Linked DNA regions of Mus musculus: regions 1, 2, 3 and 4 are each linked to region 5. A link is a contact called in public HiChIP or PLAC-seq and promoter capture Hi-C data. All regions are on one chromosome and are shown on one strand. Each heading gives the region's core, a stretch centred on a gene start, on an enhancer-like site or on the middle of the called end of the contact. The rest is flanking DNA. Distances are from core to core; before and after follow the strand shown. Region 1 holds the start of Naa60 (N(alpha)-acetyltransferase 60, NatF catalytic subunit). Region 2 holds the start of Zfp174 (zinc finger protein 174). Region 3 holds the start of Cluap1 (clusterin associated protein 1). Region 4 holds the start of Eef2kmt (eukaryotic elongation factor 2 lysine methyltransferase). Region 5 holds the start of Hmox2 (heme oxygenase 2).

What was found. Promoter capture Hi-C pulls out the DNA fragments that hold promoters and counts their contacts. HiChIP or PLAC-seq counts read pairs in DNA pulled down with a chosen protein or histone mark.
Region 1: a promoter capture Hi-C map of pre-B cells shows a contact between it and region 5. The contact joins the promoter of Naa60 here to the promoter of Hmox2 in region 5. A contact is called at or near these places in 5 of 39 promoter capture datasets (cranial neural crest, liver, maxillary cranial neural crest and 2 more).
Region 2: a contact with region 5 is called in a FOXA1 HiChIP or PLAC-seq map of pancreatic cancer cells. The contact joins the promoter of Zfp174 here to the promoter of Hmox2 in region 5. A contact is called at or near these places in 1 of 39 promoter capture datasets (cranial neural crest) and 2 of 115 datasets of contacts at active chromatin or transcription factors (microglia and pancreatic cancer cells).
Region 3: a promoter capture Hi-C map of second pharyngeal arch cranial neural crest shows a contact between it and region 5. The contact joins the promoter of Cluap1 here to the promoter of Hmox2 in region 5. A contact is called at or near these places in 4 of 39 promoter capture datasets (embryonic stem cells, maxillary cranial neural crest, pre-B cells and 1 more) and 1 of 115 datasets of contacts at active chromatin or transcription factors (pancreatic cancer cells).
Region 4: a promoter capture Hi-C map of pre-B cells shows a contact between it and region 5. The contact joins the promoter of Eef2kmt here to the promoter of Hmox2 in region 5. A contact is called at or near these places in 1 of 39 promoter capture datasets (pre-B cells) and 1 of 115 datasets of contacts at active chromatin or transcription factors (pancreatic cancer cells).

Annotation. Positions count from the first base shown.
Region 1 is chr16:3,883,235-3,885,934 of GRCm38.p6, forward strand. It overlaps Naa60 (N(alpha)-acetyltransferase 60, NatF catalytic subunit), which reads left to right and starts at 1,385. Exons shown (of 7, transcript NM_029090.3): 1 at 1,385-1,572. It also overlaps a transcript of Zfp597 not described here.
Region 2 is chr16:3,845,811-3,848,510 of GRCm38.p6, forward strand. Zfp174 (zinc finger protein 174) reads left to right here and starts at 1,413. Exons shown (of 3, transcript NM_001081217.1): 1 at 1,413-2,464. The coding sequence starts at 2,063.
Region 3 is chr16:3,907,566-3,910,301 of GRCm38.p6, forward strand. Cluap1 (clusterin associated protein 1) reads left to right here and starts at 1,444. Exons shown (of 12, transcript NM_029738.2): 1 at 1,444-1,588. The coding sequence starts at 1,567. It overlaps 1700037C18Rik (RIKEN cDNA 1700037C18 gene), which reads right to left and starts at 1,124. Exons shown (of 3, transcript NM_028484.2): 1 at 885-1,124. The coding sequence starts at 888. It overlaps Gm41410 (predicted gene, 41410), which reads right to left and starts at 1,088. Exons shown (of 4, transcript NR_153801.1): 1 at 1,040-1,088.
Region 4 is chr16:5,254,535-5,257,234 of GRCm38.p6, forward strand. It overlaps Eef2kmt (eukaryotic elongation factor 2 lysine methyltransferase), which reads right to left and starts at 1,422. Exons shown (of 8, transcript NM_027446.2): 1 at 1,307-1,422. The coding sequence starts at 1,402. It overlaps Gm15983 (a long non-coding RNA gene), which reads left to right and starts at 1,429. Exons shown (of 3, transcript XR_003951974.1): 1 at 1,429-1,477.
Region 5 is chr16:4,725,081-4,727,780 of GRCm38.p6, forward strand. Hmox2 (heme oxygenase 2) reads left to right here and starts at 1,281. Exons shown (of 6, transcript NM_001136066.2): 1 at 1,281-1,391.

The DNA.
Region 1 (2,700 bases), core at 135-2,634, 840 kb before region 5:
CCAAGGTACATTGGTTCTTACACAAAACAAAGAAAATGCATACATAAAAAGATAATGGGAGCCAGGCCTTGTTTACAACTGAGAATAGAAACAATCCTTAATTAAGATCAGCCAAACACAGGAGCCAGGTGAATGCTCTGATGCAATGCTAGTCTATTGTTAAACCCACCTACAGTGGTCCTTTAGTAAATACCTGATTATGCTATTCCTCTGGGCCTAGTGAAAAACCTGCACCAGGGGAATTCCATTCTACTAACCCTTTCATGAGTAATACTCCAACCCACCTATTTCCTAGGCCATTGTGTATTCCTGTGTTTGGGTGAAACTCAGCTATTGTTCTAAGTAATTACTATGCAGACTGGCCCTGAGCTTTTCTAGCTCTGTTCTAGTAAATTGTAATGTCTGATTATTTTCACTGTCTCTACTAGAAGTGAATTTGAATGTTACTGAATAGGTAACATTCTTACTGAATTCCAAGCTCAGGGTCAGGACATTGGAACACTGACAAAGGCTTAGCTATATGTCAAAATCAATCCTTAAAGGCACTTATAATAAAACAATACTGAAAGAGAGCACACGAATCCATACACCAGACTAACGCTGGGACAGGGTTTGAGTATACGTGCTATTGGAATGCCAAGGCTCCAGGAGGCGAAGTTTCCGTGAAAGTCTTCACCTCATGACTGCTTCCAGGTTTCTAAACCTGTAATGCGAGTCACTACTGGAGTGGATGTAGCACTGATGTATTTCTTGGATATTAATATTTTTTTAAGGTTGGTTGAGCCTTTGACTACATACCATTTTAGTTATCTAAAAGCAAAGAATAAACTGTTGGTCAGCAAGCTTTTCTCTGGTTACACGAACTGAATTATCTCTGAATTACATCTGGATATAGAACTCCCACCCCCACCCAGCCCTGAAGGCCAATGTCACTTGTCCACTGCAATGATAGCTCACGACCACCCTTCTGTGGCTGTCAGCGCGAGCGCGGGGCGGTGCCTTTTGAGTCAGGGCTTCTAGCAATCACCAGCGCCAGCATCTATTAATACTAACCTCCAGTGGGGGAAGAGCAGGCCAGCGGCGGAGCCGTGCGTCTCAGGACTAGGGAGGCCTCGGAGCTCCTCTGACCCGCTTGATCGAGGAAAGGCGCCCTCTGACCCGCTTGATTGAGGAAAGGCGCGGAAACCCCGGCCCGCCGCCGCCGGTGTCCACGCATGCACGCAAGGGCAGCTGGGCGGCTCGCAGCTGTCTTGAGCTTCCGCCGCCAGTGCGGGAGGCTTCGGGAGCAGGTCCCGCCAGCGGCCAGAGGCTTGCCAGCTCCCAACATGGTGGCGGCGGCGTCAGGGAGGGCGGTGCCACATGGCGTAGCAGCCAATGATCTTCCGGGCTGCGCCGCCGGCAGCACAGGAGAGGCGGAAGTGCCGCGGGGCCGCCTTCCCTGTCCCGGCTGCGGCCCCTGCCGGTTACATAATCTGTCGCGGGGGACCGCGCAGTCCCACGTCCGGCTTCCCGGCTCCCCCAGGATGCGCTGAGCCTTGAGACACCGTCCGCTGCCGCCGGCTCCCGTCCGAGGTGAGGCAGCCGGGGGCCTCGGCGGGTGCAAATCGGGGCGGTGAGGAGGTCGCTGTCGCGACACCGAGGGCACTGCCCGCCCGTGGGAGGCCGGGTTTTCCGGAGAGCCCCTTACCCACCCCTGCGCGGGGCGCTTCTTAGCGCCCAGTTTGTTTCCGTGACGGCGGCGAGGGGCGCGGTGGGGCGTCGGGAATTGGCCTTTCTGGGGACCCTCAGCCAGTAATTGCAGGAATTGGGAGATGGAAAGGCGGCATCCTCTGGTTTTGGAGGTGAAGGGTCTGGTCGACTCTTCTAGCTCCAGCCTGCCTCCCTTAAGGGACTTGTTGAGCTGGGGGTAATTGTCGACTTTTTGCACGCGTGAAAGCCGAGGACCCTGCTTTAGGTCTGTCGCGTCTTTTCATTCCAGCAGTACTTTTGGTATTCCGGCACATGGAAGCTAAGCGGACCCTCCATAATCGCCTCTGACTTATTTCTTCTGAATTGGAGAAAACATTTGCCAAGGAGAAAAGGGGATCTATGACCAGTGCTGCTGTCTTGGGCTGGGGCTGTGGAGAGGGTACTCTGGGCCTTCTGAACCTCCAGCAAATGCCTGCCTTGCTGGTGTCAAAACCCAAGGCTTGGGGAGCCAGGCTGCAATAAACATAAACTTTGGCTCCTTTATTGATCTCTTAACTCTGCCAAGTCCCAGAGCCATGTGCTTTTGGGTCATTCTTGTCACCCTTTGGTCTTGAAAGAAGAGACTCACAGCCTAACTCTGTGGCTCCTGTGGTGTCTGGAGTGCTAATTAAGGAAGTTGCCAAAGAGCTTTTCCTTTTTCAAAGTACTAGAAACATAAAATCCCTGAATTAGTCTTGGCTTGTCTGCTGGCTTGTGTGACCCAGCAGGCAAAGTCATGTTACTCCCGAAATCATCTATGCAAAGACTTGAGTCCACAAAACCATGTGACATGGAGGAGAGTTTTAGAAGGCCTGTGACCTTGTTACCAGCCGAAATGTCAGGAAGAGGAAGGTCTGGGACAAAAACAGCATATAAGTACACACAGAGAGAGATGCACACACCAGTGAACTGCGAGTTAGTACAATGTGATTAAAAACTAGAGGATGCCGAAGGGCCATCGTGCCAAAGTAG
Region 2 (2,700 bases), core at 163-2,662, 880 kb before region 5:
GGATCTCTCATTGGCCTAGAAATTAGCTCCTAGGCTAGTGTAGGAGGGCAGGGAGTTCCAATGATCCACCTGCTCTCCCTCCACCTCCCCAGTATGGGAATTACAAGAGCTCATCATCACATCCAGATTTTTCACATGCTTGTTTGGCAAGCACTATATCAACTGAGCTATCTCCCAGCCTTAAGGGAAAAAAATTGAAAGTTTTCTAGAGCATGCTTGCACATGCCTTTCATCCACACTGAGGAAGCAGAGGTTGAAGGATTATACACTGGGCTACATTGTGAGAAGTCTCAGAACAACAAAAAGATTATATATAACGAATAAAAATAAAAGGAGCTGGAGAGGCAGTTCACTGTATATAGCACTGGCTGCTCTTCCAGAGGGTCTGGGTTTGATTCCCAGCACCCACACCAGAGCTCACAACTCTCCAGTTTCAGGGGATTCCAACATTCTCTTCTGGCTTTCATGGGCAGCAGGCACATGTGATACACAGACAGACAGGCAGGCAAAACACCATACACCTTTAAATAAATAAATTTTAAAATAAACGAGAGCTGTGAAAGAAAGGCAAAAATCATAGGAGAAACTATTTTTGGAAATGTTAAGCTGTTAGTATGTGGGGAGAGGGTCCAAAGTCTTCAAGCATACGAAGATGTGTACGGAAAAAGTTAAGGTTGGTCTTCAAGTAAGAGAAGTTGTAGTTGCCTTACACTTTCTCTCATATCCCGTACTTCGTGAAACTCAAGAAAGTCTAATAGATGCTCTCCTGGTTTAATGACCCCCACACTGACCTCGTAAGTTCCATTCATCACATAATTATTGCTTCATTGATTGTGAAGACAGAGACTGATCTCTCACCATTGCACATCGTAGATGGTACCAGGTTGTCAGGCTTTACCTCAGACTCTGAAGATAGCCCATGCAGTGGGCAAACTACTTTGTTTCCTACGTGTTTGCATTCGTTGAGTCATTTGCGAAGGTTAGACCACGCAAGAATAGGAAAAAGCCTAGAGGCGAGGTCGAAGAAAGTTAAGATCCTGCTATGGAGAATGAGTTTCAGCGGGTTCGTCCAACCCCTGGGTCCTGTTTCAAGTACACCACAGACATGTCCTAAGAGGGAGGCCCTCCCGGCCAATATGAGACCTGACCTGAAGCCCCCCATACGGAGGACTCGCTGGACCCCTCGCACTTTCTGCTGCCCCAAATTCCCTCAGCCAACCGAGTGACTGCCAACTATCTGGTATTAGGCAGTACATTGCGAACGCTCCGGGACTAGCCACTGAACTACGACTCCCAAGAGGCACTGCGACTGATTGATAAATCAAACAGCCAATAAAAGATTAGCAGTGTCCTGGAGACCCAGTCCTGTAGAGGAGAGGCGGGCCTTCCCGTGGGTAGCTCTTGGAGCCAGTGGGCGTCTCCGTGGCGGGGCTCCGGCTCCTCCCCTAGACTGTGCTCTAGGGTTCCCGGTGTCCAGTCTCTGGCAAGGTGGGTCACCTGCAGGCGGGCACTGGCTTCTGAGCTGCCTCAGAACGTGGTGTCGCAGGTGGCTACTGGAACTGACACCCAACACTGCTGTGGAGCTGCGTGTCCGAGCTGACTGGGCCGCGGAGCCGCACTCCCTATCCTTAACCACGCATTGGTCGCGCTGTGGCCTTGGCTCTGCTTCGCTCAGAGGTGCTGGATCAGGTCGGTGTCTGCCAGATGCCGGAGAGTTGGTGCGAGCTACCCACAAGATGATAGCTTAAACTTTCCCTGGGGATTCCTCTACCGGCCCTAACGCGTTGTGAATTTCGCCAGATACAAAAATAAAATATTCTCTCCAGTGCCCTTCTGGGGTATTATGACTTTTCTCCTTAAAAACTGACGAAAAGACCGGGAACTATTTTGTTTTCAGAGTCTGGGATAAAGACTAGCAAATGAGAAAGCTATGTCTTTGCAGTCCTTCCAGGGAGGCTTCGTTCCTAACATTTTTCTAGCCTTCAGATTTCTCCAGAGCAAGGACCCAGAAGACATAATCAGTTTACCATTAGAGTGACACATTGTTCCCAGAGCCCCCAAAATGGCAGCTAGAATGGAGATAACTTTGAGCACCCACACTGAGGATTCTGACAAGCAAGAGAGACACATAATAATGAAGCTGGAAGAAAACCGTGGCCCCCCTCAGCAAAAAGCCTATCCTGACCCTGAGCTTTCCCGCCAGGGCTTCAGACACTTTTGCTATCAAGAAGTGTCTGGGCCCCAGGAAGCGCTCTCCTGCCTTCAACAGCTCTGCAGACAGTGGCTGCAGCCTGAACTACACACTAAAGAGCAGATTTTGGAGCTCCTGGTGATGGAGCAGTTTCTGGTCATCCTACCTCCAGAGATCCAGGCACAGGTCTGGCATCGGTATCCAAAGAGCAGCAGGGAGATTGTGACTCTGGTGGAAGATTTGCACAGAACATCCAAAAAACCAAAGCAGTGGGTAAGGAGGGTCCTATTTCTGTGGGTCCTAGGTAATGTTTTTGTTGTCTTTTGAGGTAGTGTTTTGTCTCATGATCCCTAGTTAGAGATTCCAGGCTTCAAAAGTTGCTTCCAGCCTGGAGGAATCCCCTTATCCCCCAAAGCCATAACCAGGGTTTCAGAAAACCGAGCCACTGGCACCCAGTGAGGAAGCAGAGAACTAAGCTATTCCTTCAGAGACTCCAACCTTGTAAGAGT
Region 3 (2,736 bases), core at 194-2,693, 820 kb before region 5:
TTGGGACAGTGTGGCATCTCTGCTGCTGCTCCTCCCTGCAGCCAGGCACCTTCTCTTATTCGAAGCTCAGAGAATGCACAGACCAAGGCTTCCATGGAGGGCCAGTATGGTGGGGGAGGAGTGGCCAGGCCTTCTGTGCAGTAGGGCCTGCTCTCCCCTGTCTAGGGGGTGGATCTGCAGGTCTCCCATAGCAACTGGTCCTTATGATGTCACAGTAAAGACTAGTCTTCCTGGACCTCCTAGTTTGGGAGAGTATGGTATGTCAGGGGCAAGGAGGGAGGCGGGCAAGGGAAGAGACCAGAAACCTAGGGTAAATTTGTTGATGTTAGATTCAGAGCAAGCCACATAAGACAAATTGGCTTTGGTATGCTGGAAAGTCATTCGCTAGGCTTCCTCATTTGTGGCAGGGAGAACGAGGATTTGGAGAACAAACCTGTAGAGATCTGAATCATGCTGAGAAGATGGTTCTGGGTGACACTTGTCTAATTATCCATTTTCTCATAGGTTAAGCAGTATGTAGATAATGCCAATTTTTTTCCTGTGCATTCTGACAAACTGGAACAATTATTCTGCTGGTAGAAATATAAAACTACAGGTTCTTTAGAATCTTAACTCCACCACAACTCTGTTTCATTATAGAAAATTTAGTTCTAGGTTTTACATCTAGGTGTATGAACCATTGTTTTTTACATAGATATTAATTTGCTATGGATTGCTCATTGTTTCAAAACCATTTGTTGCAAAGACTGTTCAAATGCATTGTCCCCCATGTTAGACTAGCCACGAATGTATGGCCCTACCCCACATATTTTTGTCCTTAAGTATCTACTCTTGGTCAGTACCACCGTGTTCTAGCCAAGGGCACCTTTACTTCTTGCACCTACCCATTTTCCTTATCGCCCACCCTTCCTGGCACAGCTCTCCTCTCTCCAGCCCTGCTTTTGTCGCGGTTGTCCTCGACTCGTAGCAGTCACCAAGGAGAGTTCTCTGTAGAGCCTGTGCTGACCCTGACACCCTAGGCGTGGTACACCAGCACTACCTCGCTCCACAGTTTCCAGGGCAACCTCTGGCGCGCGAGTCTGGGCGCCAATTTCCGGCTTGTCGGGAATACTGACTAGCTGTGCGTGCACAAAAGCCTTCCGGGTACAGGTCTCGAATTCTGCCCAGGGTAGGGTATCTTCGTTCCTGTCATTCTGTGGATACTTTATGAGGCTTCGACTGCGGGGTTTAGCTATGCTTTTACAAATACAAAGGAGACTCGGTCACAAAAGGTTATAATGTGCTCCATATATCAGTGAGGTAATGAGAGTTCCAACGGGACCAGAGCCAAAAGCGCTCTCTGAAAGACTATGACGTTGCGCAGCTCGCAAGGTGCTTGGCGCCACCTGTTGGTCTGTGTCCTGCGCTTGCGCTCACCACCCCTCTTCGCTTCCTGTCCTGTTTGGCCTGGTCCGCACGCTGTCCAAGGCCTCTGAGCGTTGCTATAGAGACCGGAGAGCGCTGGGCCTGCGAACTCTACAGAGACGGGCAGCGGCGCCCCAGTGGACTCTTGGGGACCAGAGCGCCATGTCTTTCCGCGACCTCCGCAGTAAGGCTGCACCCGGCTTTCCCGTGGGCTTCCCAGGATCTCGAGACTCCCCTGCCGGACCCCTGCCAGAGCCGTGGGCCCAGGCAGGCCGTGGGTCCCTGGGCCAGCCAGGGGCTGACAGAACTTTACAGCACCTTTGGAAAGTTCGGTCCGTCACTGGCCACGTGTAGCTAGAACACTGGGAATGTGTCTCGAGCCGCTGAAGAACTGAATGTTTAATTTCACCTCATTTTATCTCTGGTTGTCACGGCCACATTTGCAGCCGCATTAGAAAGGTCTTGCGGAAATGGAGACTTCTTCTGCATTTAGTTTGTAGAAAGAACCAGTAAAGCCGAGGAAGTGGCCGGATGAATGGATGGCTAGTGCTGCTAGGTTGTTTTGTTCATTTTTGAGGGTTTGTTTTGTTTGTTTGTATGTTACAATCTGTCACATGCTGTCCTCTATGTGGGCAATATTTCATTTACTCCTAGCAGGTTTGTGCCCTGGTTAGAGATGAAACAGGCAGCAAGAGGTCAAAGTAATTGAACGAGTTGCTTTAGAGTTTGAATCCAGCTTGCCTGAATGCCAAATACTGGGCAGAGAACTTGGCTAGAGAGTGGGGAAGCAGACTACTCTTACTCGTTATACTCTTTGGGGGAAACATCCTTTTTGTGGCAGGTGATTATATTTCACCCTTATTGTTCCTAGTTTTAACTGCAAGTTAAGTAGTATAGCTACCCCTGGTTCACACAGCTAGAGTGATGGGACTGTGTGACCTAAAAAATCTTACTTCACTTACAGAAGAGTAGCAGCTATTAGGGTCGTGTTGTCTAGGGTTTGAGGGTATTTGAAACAGTGTAATTATGACTGTCCCACGTAGTTTTTGATGAGGCTGGCACTTTACTGGGATCATTGAATAGTGATCATTGTACTGGAAAGAATATTTAAAAGGAGTATTTCAGAATTTATACTGATTTATATTTTTTTACCTTAAATAAATGCTGTATAGTGTGTAATCTATGAGACTGTCACCATTTATAACAGTGGAGAACTTGATAGCTACTACTTAGCTAAAAGGAGTGTTTAGGCAAAACCTGACTTTTTTCATAGAGGTATAAGGAAAAGCTGCAATATAAAGGGTATACATATATGGGATATATGTGTGTGTG
Region 4 (2,700 bases), core at 172-2,671, 530 kb after region 5:
ACCTACACAGCCTGCTGCTGTGGTCAAAGAGGGAGTAGACTGTAAGGAACCCTCCCGCGCTACCTCCTGGGAAGAGTCTCTTGCCTACTTTAGTAGTGCGGGCTGCGGGGGTAACAAGGAGAAAGCAGACCCAGTCAAGGCTCAACAGTGGACGGCAGAATTGTAAAAGCAGACAGGCTGGCCATGGTCAAGAGCTAATGAATCCGCACTTCCAAGACCTGCACAAGAGCTGTATGTTTCTAAGGGCTGCTGCCAAGGGCTGAAGAAATCCAATACCTTGGCCTGCTGGGAAGCTCGCAGCCAAAAATGTCCTAAGAACTCCCGGAGGGCCAAGGGCCCTACACTCAAGAAACCTGCAATTACTGGTCTTGTCTGCCTACAGCCGGCACAGAAAAACACAGTCAGCAGAGATCAGCACTCCCAGAACTTTTTGTCTATCTATGATTTCTAGCTGGGCAAAGGAAAAGAAGTCCAGCTGTTTAGTAGCAAGAGGCTGCTATCATTGTATCCTTTACTGTATTAATTAGAAATGATGGCACAGAGATGTAGCCTCTTGTAAAGTCCCACAGCACACAGGGGGTTGAATTAGAACTATAAGCAGGAAGCTGGCCTCCCCGGCCAGAGCTCTGATTCTTTCCTTCTTAAACTCCTGGTCAAATGGAGTGACCACAGACGCCAGTGCTGTGCACTGTGGGTGACCCTGAGCAAGTACTTAGCACAGCACATGAACTATTATTACAGTTGACATTGAATAAGGACTTATATGTTATTCGGGTTTCGTTTTGCGTTAAGACCAGAGATATTTTATGTCGATGAAATAATACAACTACCCAAACCACCCAACGAAACCGGGTAGACTCTGGAGGAATACAAATCTATAGTAACTCATGCCGGTGAGCTCACCGCACAAGAGTTAACAGCGAGGCACGCTCTAAAGGATCCTCGCGTCCGAGCTGCAGGTCCCCAGGCCACAGGGAAGCACCATTTTCAGTCCGAACTCCCTCTGAGACGGTTCTGCCTGAAGCCTGCCCTTCGGATGGGGACCTGGCCTCCTTTTCAGGAGAGCGCGGCTCTTGCCATTTGAAGACGTTTAGTTTTTCAAAGTTGTTTTGCAGTCGCCAAGATGACCGATTACTGGCTTAAAAGTTGCTAAAATAATCCAGCCCGGTTCGTGACCCTGTAAACCCTGCCGGGGAAGGGCCCGCCTGCCTCCCCCAGTCCAGCGGTGAGCAAAGGCGGCCCGAGACTCCCGGCCCCGCCGCCCGTGGTGCTCGACCCTGATACCCGCCGCACGCCCGCCGCCCACCTGCCAGGGAAAGGAGGGCAGCGCGCGAGCCGCCAGGAAGCGGCGCTCGAAACTCTGCAGCAGAGACGTGGCCCCCTCGTGGTCCTCAGGCGCCATCGCGGGGCAGGGCCAGGGTTGCCTGGAAACGGGCGGAAGCGAGGCCTGAGACGGAGGAGGCGTGGCAACTAGGAGGTAAGATGTGGGCGGGGGCTAGTCTATGTTCCGGCCCAGGAGGCGGGGCAAGATGGTGCCCGCGGGGCGGGGAGTACGGTGGGGCAGGGTTAGAGGCGGACCGGGCCGGGTTGGGCCTGACTGGGGAGCGTTTTAAACAGTTCCTGGAGCTGGAGCTGGCAACTTGGAGGCGAAGCCTAGACTGGCTTGGGGGCGGGGCTCAGAGGGCGGTCCTTGGCAGGAACTGGGGGTTGGAAGGTGGGCCCGAGCGGGAATGGGGGTGGGGCTGAGATTGAGGTTGAGCAACTCTTAGCCGGTTGTCTTTGGGTGGTCTGGGGCGAGCTCAGATCAGCCGGGGGCGAGGCTAGGGTGGGTCTGCCCTCGAAGTAGCCGAGGAAGATTTTTGGAGGGGTCTAACCCCACCTGGGTGTTAGGAAGTGATACCTGGGATCCTTCAGCCTACCTGCGCACGCACACGCGCGAGTGCGCGCGTGTACACACACACATCCACGAAGCCAGGTCAGCATAGGGGACCAAGGAGTTGGTCTTTATTCCCTGAACTGGGTTCATTTAAATAAAATGAACTGAGATTGTTTCTGTGGGGTTTCATCTTTTAATTTCTTTACGTTATTTGTGTATATGTGTTCACACACACACACACATATAACAGTAACAGTATCTGCTCTGAAAATTAGTGCACAGAATTGCAGAGGCTTCCAGCAGGAGTTTTGTTTCATCTTGCAAGGAATAGAATCTGAACTAAGAGTGGGAGTTAGCTGCAGTGGGTGGCAGAGTATTCTGTTCAAAGTCCCTAGAGTTGAAAGGCAGGACACTGGCAAGCCACCCCTGTTGTCCTCCAAGTGTGCACTGTCATTCAAGGTGTAACAGTTCAGTTTAGCAAATGTCTCAAAATCTCCATTTGGAAGCTTCTAGAGCTAGCTTGTTAAATATACTTGCAGAATGTTGATGAAGGGGACAGATTGTATCCCATTACCTCCTTTAGACAAGAAATCCTGAGGTTTGTTTTGGAGAACAACAGAAGGGAATTAATTACAGTCAGGTCTGTGACCCTCCAAAAATCCAGGCCAGCATAGGGGACCAAGATGGGATTGGTCTTTTATTCCCTGAGCTGACTTGATTTAAATAAAATGAACTATGATTGTTTCTGTGGGATTTTGCCTTTTAATTTCTTTACATTGATTATTTGTGTATGTGTGTGTTTGTGATCCACCACACATAAATAG
Region 5 (2,700 bases), core at 31-2,530:
CAATAAAATCCAACACCCTGGTCCTGCTCATGCAGAAACTGCCTTCATACTTTGGTCATCAATTAGATTATCTAGGCTGCTTCCAGAACTTGTTGTTTTTTTTGTGAATAGTGTTGAGTAGGAAAAGATTCTGCAAATTTGGTTAAAGCTTCTAGTGTGGAAATCTTCCTAGCTTGTGGGTGCATCGTGCACCTGAATAATAGAGAGGTAGAAAGAGAACATTTGTTGGGTTGGGGAGACATAACTCTGCAAAAGTAAGGAACTTTTCTATGTCCTCCTTGCTTAATGACACGGAGACCTTTATATTTATTATAAAGGTGAGGCGCAGAGCCAGGCAGACTCTAAGCTATTCTAACCAAGTATGCTGGCCTACTTCCCAGCCATGTGGACCTTTCCTGCCTTCTCAGGCTTGCTCTGGCTCCTCCTCCTTCATTCCTGTTCGGATTCCTGTCTCCCTTCTCTCCCACCTGAGATGCTCTCTCTGTCTCTGGCCTCAGAAGTCCTGCCATATCCTCTCCTGCCCAGCCATAGGCTATTAAGCTCTTTATTTAACCAATCAGGAGGTGATAGAGAATAATATTTTATAAAATACTGAGTCATACTAAAGTCGAGACTGGAGCTGGACCTCTGGGTACAGGAATCAGACAGAATACAGAGTGCACAGAAATGTCCCTCAGCATAACTCAGTAAGAGAGCTTACTCAAAATCTAGAATTCCATCTCCAGCACAAAACCAAACCAAAACTTTAATAGTTAAAAAAGTAATTAAGTGCTGGGCAGTGAGTGGTGGTGCATGCATTTAATAACCCCAGCACTTGGGAGGCAGAGGCAGGCGAATTTCTAAGTTCGAGGCCAGCCTGGTCTACAGAGTGAGTTCCAGGACAGCCAGGGCTATACAGAGAAACCCTGTCTCGAAACACCCCGCCCCCCCAAAAAGAATCTATTAATTCTTCCCCAACAAGTTACATTCCCAACCCTTTTGTGTTTTTGTTTGAGCACTGACAAATGCTCACACTGTAGCCCAGGTTGCTCTTGAATTCTCCAGGTTGCTCTTGAATTCTCCAGCCTCAACCCCACCCCTGTCCCCCACCGAGTGCTGGGATTCCAGGCTTGAGCCCCCACTCTCGATCAACAAGCAGTTGGCTTTGGCTGACACGCTTCCTTCCTCTCCGGTTAACATTACTACTCCCCACTCCCGAAGCTTTCTCAGAAGGCAGTGTCGGCTCGCCCAAGAGCCTCCCGCTAGCTGCCGTGCGCCTGGGGGCGTGGCCTGGTGACTCCGCCCCTCGCTGCGTGCGCACGTCCTACCGTCCTGGCGCTCGCCCTCTCGGCTGCGAAGGTACAGAGAGAGTCGCAGACGCGGAGACTGACTGACCTGCGGAGCCACTGACGGTGAGTGGTCCGCTCTGTGCCCCGTCCTCCCCTCCCGGGTCCTTGCATGGCGGCGGCCTTCTTCGAAGCTCTGCTCCGCTGTCCCCCCGCGACTCGTCCTCAGCCTGAGGGGACGTCGGGCGGGGGGTGGCCGGAAGCGGGCTGAGGCGGGCGAGCGAGCGAGCGGGAGACTGGGGGTCGGAGAGGGGCCACCGAGCGGGCCTTGAGCGTCAAATGAGCCCGAAACCGCGGACGTCGCGCTCTAGACGGCTTTGAGCTCCATCCCCAAGAGTCCTCTGGTGTTCCCGTGGGGCATAGCCCCTCCCAGCGTCACGAATGCTCTTGAGGTGACTCCGGGGTCGAAGTTAGTGCAGCAGCGCAGCACATGAGCCTACCTGAGGTCCCGGAGGAGCCCGGGGCGTGGCGGCCTTGTTGGCCAGCCTTCAGTGGCTCCCCTCGGTGGCAAGATCCCTTAGAATCCCTGTGGGGACTTGATGAGTGACCTGTGGTTCTGAGTGCAAGACTGGGAGGACTCAGTCGTAGATGTAGCCGGTTGGTCTGGCCCAGGAGGTCACCTGTCACCACCAAAGCACAGAGCTCCAGGTGACTTAATTGCTCTGTAAGAACTGCCTGGACCGCCTTGCACACTGCTTGCACAAGGACTGTCTTGTGTCATGCCGTTTAAATTGGTTCTGAAGGACCAGTTGTGGCCTGTGTTCAATTGTGGGCACCGCAAACTCAACTAGAGAAGGGAGTGTTCCCGAAAGACAGAAATATCATATACTGTCCAGTTGAGGGAGAGCGCTTGCTCTCCAGTCCTTTCTAAATCCTTGAGTGTTTTACTACCTATAAAGTGAGAATATTAAGAGACTCGTGAAGTAAATCCACGAACATTCCACAGGCGAGATAACAGCACTGAAGATCTTAGTTATGCATAGACATCCTGTGATTTTTTCAGAAGTGGATTAGAGATTAGAAATGGTTTTGTTTAAGTGGTCATACTGGCCTTAAACAGTCTAGTCATGTAGAAGGTTTTGTGCGTTCCTATTTCTGGTATAGTGCTTCAGTTTATAATAGTTATTATAAATGTCATTTAATACATAATTATTAAGAAAGTTTTTTTTGGCGGTGCAGTTTGAACAAGATGAGCATGTATTTTACTACTGAGCCCACAACCCTACCCAGTGTTTTGTGTTTTGAGAAGGAAATCTTGCCATGTAGTGTGCACTAACTGAATTTGAGATCCTCAGGCTCCTAACTGTTAGGATTATGATGAGCTTGCACTATAGTGCCCAGCCTAAATCTTTTTTTCCCCCCTTTGAGTCAGGCT